2 separate regions of the Mus musculus genome follow, and region 2 is linked to region 1. The links are chromatin contacts, called in public Micro-C maps. All regions are on one chromosome and are shown on one strand. Each heading gives the region's core, a stretch centred on a gene start, on an enhancer-like site or on the middle of the called end of the contact. The rest is flanking DNA. Distances are from core to core; before and after follow the strand shown.

Region 1 (2,912 bases), core at 170-2,669:
TGTTCTTCTGTTTGCCACACTTTGTGTGTGTGTGTGCATGTGCGCACACGAATGACTATGGGATGTATATGTGTAGTGTGCCCACATGCGTGTTTGAAGGCATGCACCCCTGAGCTCATGCAAAGACCAAAGAGGACTTAAGACAGCTTTCTCTGTCCTGTTCTGCCTGCATCTGGAGCCAGGCTCGGCCATTCCAACAGCAGTGGGGTTTCAAGTGTGAGGAACACCCCATCAAGCATTGTGGTGATAGGATTTGAACTCAGGTCCCCAGGGCAGCAAGGACTCTTAGCACTGAGCCATCACACCAGGTCTCCCTTCCTATTTTGGTGATGAGGATAGAACCATGGTCTTATACATGGTTAGGAAAGCTCTAGCTACATGGCCAGTCTCGAATTCTTTTTCTTTTTTTTTTATAAATGTGAAAGATTAACGGTTTTTTATTTATTTATTTATTTATTTATTTATTTATTTATTTTATTATATGTGAGTACACTGTAGCTGTCTTCAGATGCACCAGGAGAGGGCGTCAGATCTCATTATAGGTGGTTGTGAGCCACCATGTGGTTGCTGGGATTTGAACTCAGGACCTTCAGAAGAGCAGTCGGTGCTCTTAACCACTGAGCCATCGCTCCAGCCCTCAAATTCTTATTTTAATTTGAATAATGGGACATTGATGTTGGAATTAAAGGAATTAATAAAAGCGTTCTTCAGAGTTTGGCTGCTTTCCTGGTGTCCTGAGTAGAAGCAGCCTTCTCTAGCCCCCCATAAAATTCACTCTTACTTTCTCATCCCACGTTGAGCTGATCACACTCTATACCTAACTTTCTTGTGCCATGCCTAAGATTAAAGAACAGTCCCTTCCTCTTGAATGAACACAGTCTTGAAACTCAAGTGTGAACTCTCTGGAGCTCTGTACACACTTTCCCTTGGTGATCTTTTGACTCAGAGGAAGCTGGTACAAATCCAGCTGGCGTCCCTGCCATGCCAGTTAATTTATTTATGCTGACATCAAGCAGTACCTGTTGTTAACCACAAGCTCCTCCCACTTTGCTTCAGCGTGAATTTAGCCACAGCGAAGCCTAACCAAAGGTGGAACACAGGCCCAGGAGGCACAATCAGCTTGCTCCTCCTTCTTACTGAAGTGGCTGGGACACAGTGAAGACTCTTAGAGGAAACAGAGGGGAAATGGAAGGGCATCGCAGACAGGCAGACACCAGGACAATGGTGCAAACCGCCAGGGTGGGGGTGGGGGGGTGGGGGGGGCGGACGGCGCGCTGACTGGCGTTCTCAAATTCCAGATTCAAAGAGAAAGCATAATGGGCTTCCCTGAGAGATGTGGAAACTTGGGGTGAAATGGAAGGAGACCCAAAGCACAGGGGAGAGGAGGCAGGCCTGTCTGTGTGCTTTAGGCAGATAGATCCCTTAGGAGCCATTGGCAAAATGTTCAGCCATCTAGCCAGAGCTGGTGGGACAGCCTATAATCTGAGCTCTTTGGGAGGCTGAGTCCTGAGGGATTTTAAGATTAAGTTTTGTTTGGGCAATTTAGTCAAATTTAATTTGTTTGTTTGTTTGTTTGTTGTGGTGTATTTTGTGGTTTTGTTTTGTTGTTCGGTTGGGTTTTTTTGTTTGGTTTGGTTTGTGTTTTTTCTTTGTTTTAGACAGAGTTTCTCTGTGTGTTTTTGTTTTGTTTTGTTTTATTGTTTGAGTTGTTTCTTTTTTGGCTTTGTTTAGTTTATTTTTGTTTTTGTTTGAGACACGGTTTCTCTGTGCAGCCTTGCCTGTTCTGGAACTCGCTTTGTAGACTAGCTTGGTCTCAACTCCCAGGAAGATCTACCTGCCTCTGCCTCCCAATTGCTGGGATTAAAGGCATGTGCCACCACTTCGGGACTTCAGAACTTATTTTTTAAAAAGTAAAAGATGCCTAGGGTCATATAAATGCAATGCCCTGAGTACAATCCCCAGAGGTGAAAAACTTAAGAAATTAAGAAAGGGAGAGAGAGAGAGAGAGAGAGAGAGAGAGAGAGAGAGAGAGAGAGAGAGAGGAAGAGAGAGAGAGAGGAAGAGAGAGAACTACCTTTGGGTAAAAATGGAGCCCTTATATTTTCACTAAGCAAACATCAGGGAAAGTGTCACGTTAAGTTTCTCTGTAAGAGAGTGACAGGTGGCCACAGTAGTTTTCAGACTCTTCCTCCTCCTTCTAACCCCACCCCCCCCCCCCACTTTTTTTTAAAAACCCAGTCAAGCATAGCCAAGGCAGCCCTCGGAGGCCGACTTCTGGGCAGAGAGCAAGAAGGAAAGAGCAAATGCTGTTTATATAAATAGGCACACAGAGCCTGTTGTTTCCTGTTAACAAACTGAGCGTGGTGTCACCTCAAGCCCTCACTTTTTTATTTGTTTGATTTTTTGGTTCTTTTGTGTTTTACAAGTAGCTGATAACTGATAAAGGTGTGCGCTTTTTTCAATTTGTCCAATCACTTTGAGTTAGGGCCTTGCTTGTCTCCTCAGACCCTGGTCTTGCAGTTTCCCTGTCGTTGATGATGCTAAATGACCTTTCATCCAAAATCACCTGAGTTAAATTGGGCACGTGCAGGCCTGTGATCCCAGTGTTTGGGAGATGGAAGAAGGAAGGTTTTAGGTTATCCTTGGCTACACATTGAGTTTGAGGCAAGCCTGGGCTACATTAGCTCCTGTCTTACCACCAACTTCCAAATTAAAAACTTAACCTGAGTTAAACTTAAAAGATTGATGGGTACCAGGTATCAAGTGCATTACTATATACCATCTCCTAATATTCTTTTTCCTGTCTCAACGGATAAACACAGGAGGTACCATGCACAGTAATGGGAAACAGCACACAAAATTGTTTCCTCTATTGATATAAAATTATACACTCGTTTCCATCTGCTCCTTTG
Region 2 (2,912 bases), core at 200-2,699, 280 kb after region 1:
CCTGAGCCATCATCCCCTGCTCCCCCACTAGTCTTTTGAGGTCTTATGGCTGGTTTTGGGGTCTCCAGATATAAGAGAAATTGGTAGCTATTATTGTTTTAGAAGAGGGAGCCAGACTTCAGTGAACCAAGAGGATTCCCCTTGAATCTAAGGTTCTATCTGATTCAACAATCTCAAGTTCAGTTGTCCGACTTCTCTCTTGCCCTCTTGGGCTCTTCCCTTCTTCCTCCCTTCCCCATTCCCTTCCCCCTCTATCCATGTGTTCATGGATGGCCTCTACTTCTCCCTCTCTGCCTCTACTACCTTCTTAACTCTCCAGGCCCTGAATAAACTTTATTCTATACTATTAAAAAAAAAAAAAACCAACAAACTCAAGTTCATTGCCTTCTTTTCAAAATTTAATTATGAATTAATGAACACATGTAATTATTTTTATAACACAAGTGGTTAAGTGAGAATTTAAAAAGTGGGGAGGGTTCATAAGACATACAAGGGCATCTTTAAAAATAATATCTTTCCCCTCATACTTTGTCTTCTTCTGTGTATGCACTGCCTGTCCCAGACACAAGAGAGTGAAGTGCCTGCCTATGCAGAAGAGTTTCAGTTCAGATTTTTTTTTTTTTGAGTCTAATTGGGCTGTCCTGGATCTCGCTGTGTTTGAGCAGGCTTGCCTCAAATTCAGAAATTAGCCTGCAAGCCTCCCAAACTACAGGATTAAAGGGGTGAGTCACCAAGCTAGTTTATTTTGAGTTCTTTTCACTTTCAACCATCAATACGCCCCTCCCCCATCGTCAAATTTAATCCAGACTTGCTTCTCTCTACGTAGTCGAGGATGACTTTGAACTTCTGAACATCCTCATCCTGCCTTCACCTCACATCACAGGTGTACGCCAACACGCCTAGTTTTGTCTTCTTGCGTGCATGAAAGACAACCTCCAGCCCCACTCCATTTCCGTTCTCTACGTGGAGATAAATCCCTTGCGTTTCCTTTTCACCATTTCATTCATTCCCGTTGGTACCGTGACTAAAAGGGAAGCCTGGGCTCAAAAGTTAAGTGTGAATATCGGGTATATTCCAGGAAGCCAGTGTACGCGCTCCCTCCCGAGGAGTAAGTAAACAGGAAACTATCGATCCCATGCAGGAAATGACCTTTGTGAGGGCAAAGTAGGTGAGCCGGTTTCCCTCGCTTTCCCTGAGTTCCCTTCCTAACTCATTTCCGGGTGTCAACCCATTTGGTCCTCCCCTACAAAACCAGCGTCGGCTGGCTCTTCACGGTCCACCCTAGAATTCCTCCCTGAGAGACCGGCCAATAGGCCCGGTACCTTTACGGACATTTTTATGCCCTGTTTTACATCACGGCAAACCTCCGCCAATCACTAACTGGGGGAGGAGGTACCAAAATAATCTTTACTTCCTCCCCAAATGGCCACCCTTCACCGCATCATCCTTTGATGGACTACCCAGGTGGCCAACCCTCGCTCAGTCCAGGGCCCAGCCCATGCTCAACTCCACCAGTCAGGACAAAGGAGAGGCATGCCCCCCCCCCCTTTTTGGAAATGCCTTGACGCTAGGCGTCCGGGCACCGGGGAAGTTACAACTTTGTACAGTCTGTGCTGCCAGCGTCCGGGTCTATCTCGGATCCAGTCTGGTGCCCCGGCGCCCACCCGGGATGGCCCCGCGGGCCCCGTCTCAGCCGCCTTTGCAGTGGCTCGCGGGTCTATCTCGGAGCCCGCGCTGCGCTCCCAGCCCCGGACGCTGGGCCGGCAGCCGGGGGCGCGGATCTTTCCATCCGCCTACCGCCGCTCTCCTCCCTCCTCTCCTCCGCGTTCCGGGCCGGGCTGACACCGGGGTGGGCGGAGCCGAGAGCTTGCTCAGAGCGGGGAGAGGCTGGCGCCTCTTAAGGTGGAACAGACCCATCGCTGGGCCTCCCTGGGTGTGCGACTCCCGCCCCAGCCTCGCTCTAAACGCTCGCTCTCGTCTCCCTAGCGAGCCTCGGTTCTCTACATAGTTTAGAAATTAATCAGGATGTAAAATGAACGCATAAACTGAAAAAGAAAAAAAAGTCAAGAAGATGCAAACTACTCAGAGAACTTTTATTATACTTGTGTTCTTTATTCCAGGGACTACAATCTTTAAGTGGTAGGTTTTTTTGTTTGTTTGTTTTTTTCCTTCCTCTTTCGGATGTTCAAATAAGAACTCACATTTTGCCTGATGAACATGATACACATGAGTCATTTGTATGCCGGTTTAGTGACACCGCCCCCCCACCCCTAACATGGACGACAAATATACTAAGGGAAGCAGAAACCTGGAGCCTGGTGGCTATAGGCTGCCTCTTATAGTTGGCCAATGATTCGTAGAGGGAGCTAAAGAGCAGAGGTGCTGCTATCTCAACGCCTTTGTAAAATGGATGAAAATCTGCTGCTTTCTGGATTTGGTTTGACGCAGAATTGTTCCTGTATAAAGGAAAAGCAGGGACAAAAACGGGGCAGAGACTGAAGAAAGGCTATCCCATGACCGGCCCAACTTGGGATCCATCCCACGCACAGGCACCAAACCCGGATACAATTACTGATGCCATGTTGTGCTTGCAGCCTAGCATAGCTGTCTTCTGAAAGGTTCTACCAACAGCTGACTGAATCAGATGCAGATACTTACAGCCAACCATTGGACTGAGTTCGAGACCCCTATGGAAAGGATTGAAGGAGCTGAAGAGTATGGCAACCCCATAGGAAGACCAACAGTATTAACTAACGGGGACTCCTGGGAGGTCCTAGAGACTAAGCCACCAACCAAAGAGCATACACGGGCTGATCCGTGGCCCTGCACATATGTAACACAGGACTGACTGCCTTGTCTGGGCTCAGTGGGAGAGGATGCACCTACTCCTTAGAGACTTGATACCCCAGGAA

Evidence for each region. A called contact is a pair of places that touch in the nucleus more often than the background predicts.
Region 2: a contact with region 1 is called in a Micro-C map of B cells, with 2.8 times the contacts expected there. The contact joins two enhancer-like sites. A contact is called at or near these places in 1 of 39 promoter capture datasets (embryonic stem cells), 1 of 484 Hi-C or Micro-C datasets (B cells), 2 of 115 datasets of contacts at active chromatin or transcription factors (effector CD8 T cells and memory CD8 T cells) and 1 of 9 other capture datasets (adipose tissue).

Annotation. Positions count from the first base shown.
Region 1 is chr6:122,532,077-122,534,988 of GRCm38.p6, forward strand. No RefSeq gene overlaps it. Among named protein-coding and RNA genes, the nearest start is that of Mfap5, 20 kb to the left of the region's middle. Within about 2 kb of position 1,420, at least 96 of the 459 cell types and tissues checked have an H3K27ac peak or open chromatin away from gene starts, as enhancers often do. A contact at or near this core is called in B cells, effector CD8 T cells, embryonic stem cells and 1 more, where this site is marked.
Region 2 is chr6:122,809,607-122,812,518 of GRCm38.p6, forward strand. No RefSeq gene overlaps it. Among named protein-coding and RNA genes, the nearest start is that of Foxj2, 9.1 kb to the right of the region's middle. Within about 2 kb of position 1,450, at least 456 of the 459 cell types and tissues checked have an H3K27ac peak or open chromatin away from gene starts, as enhancers often do. A contact at or near this core is called in B cells, effector CD8 T cells, embryonic stem cells and 1 more, where this site is marked.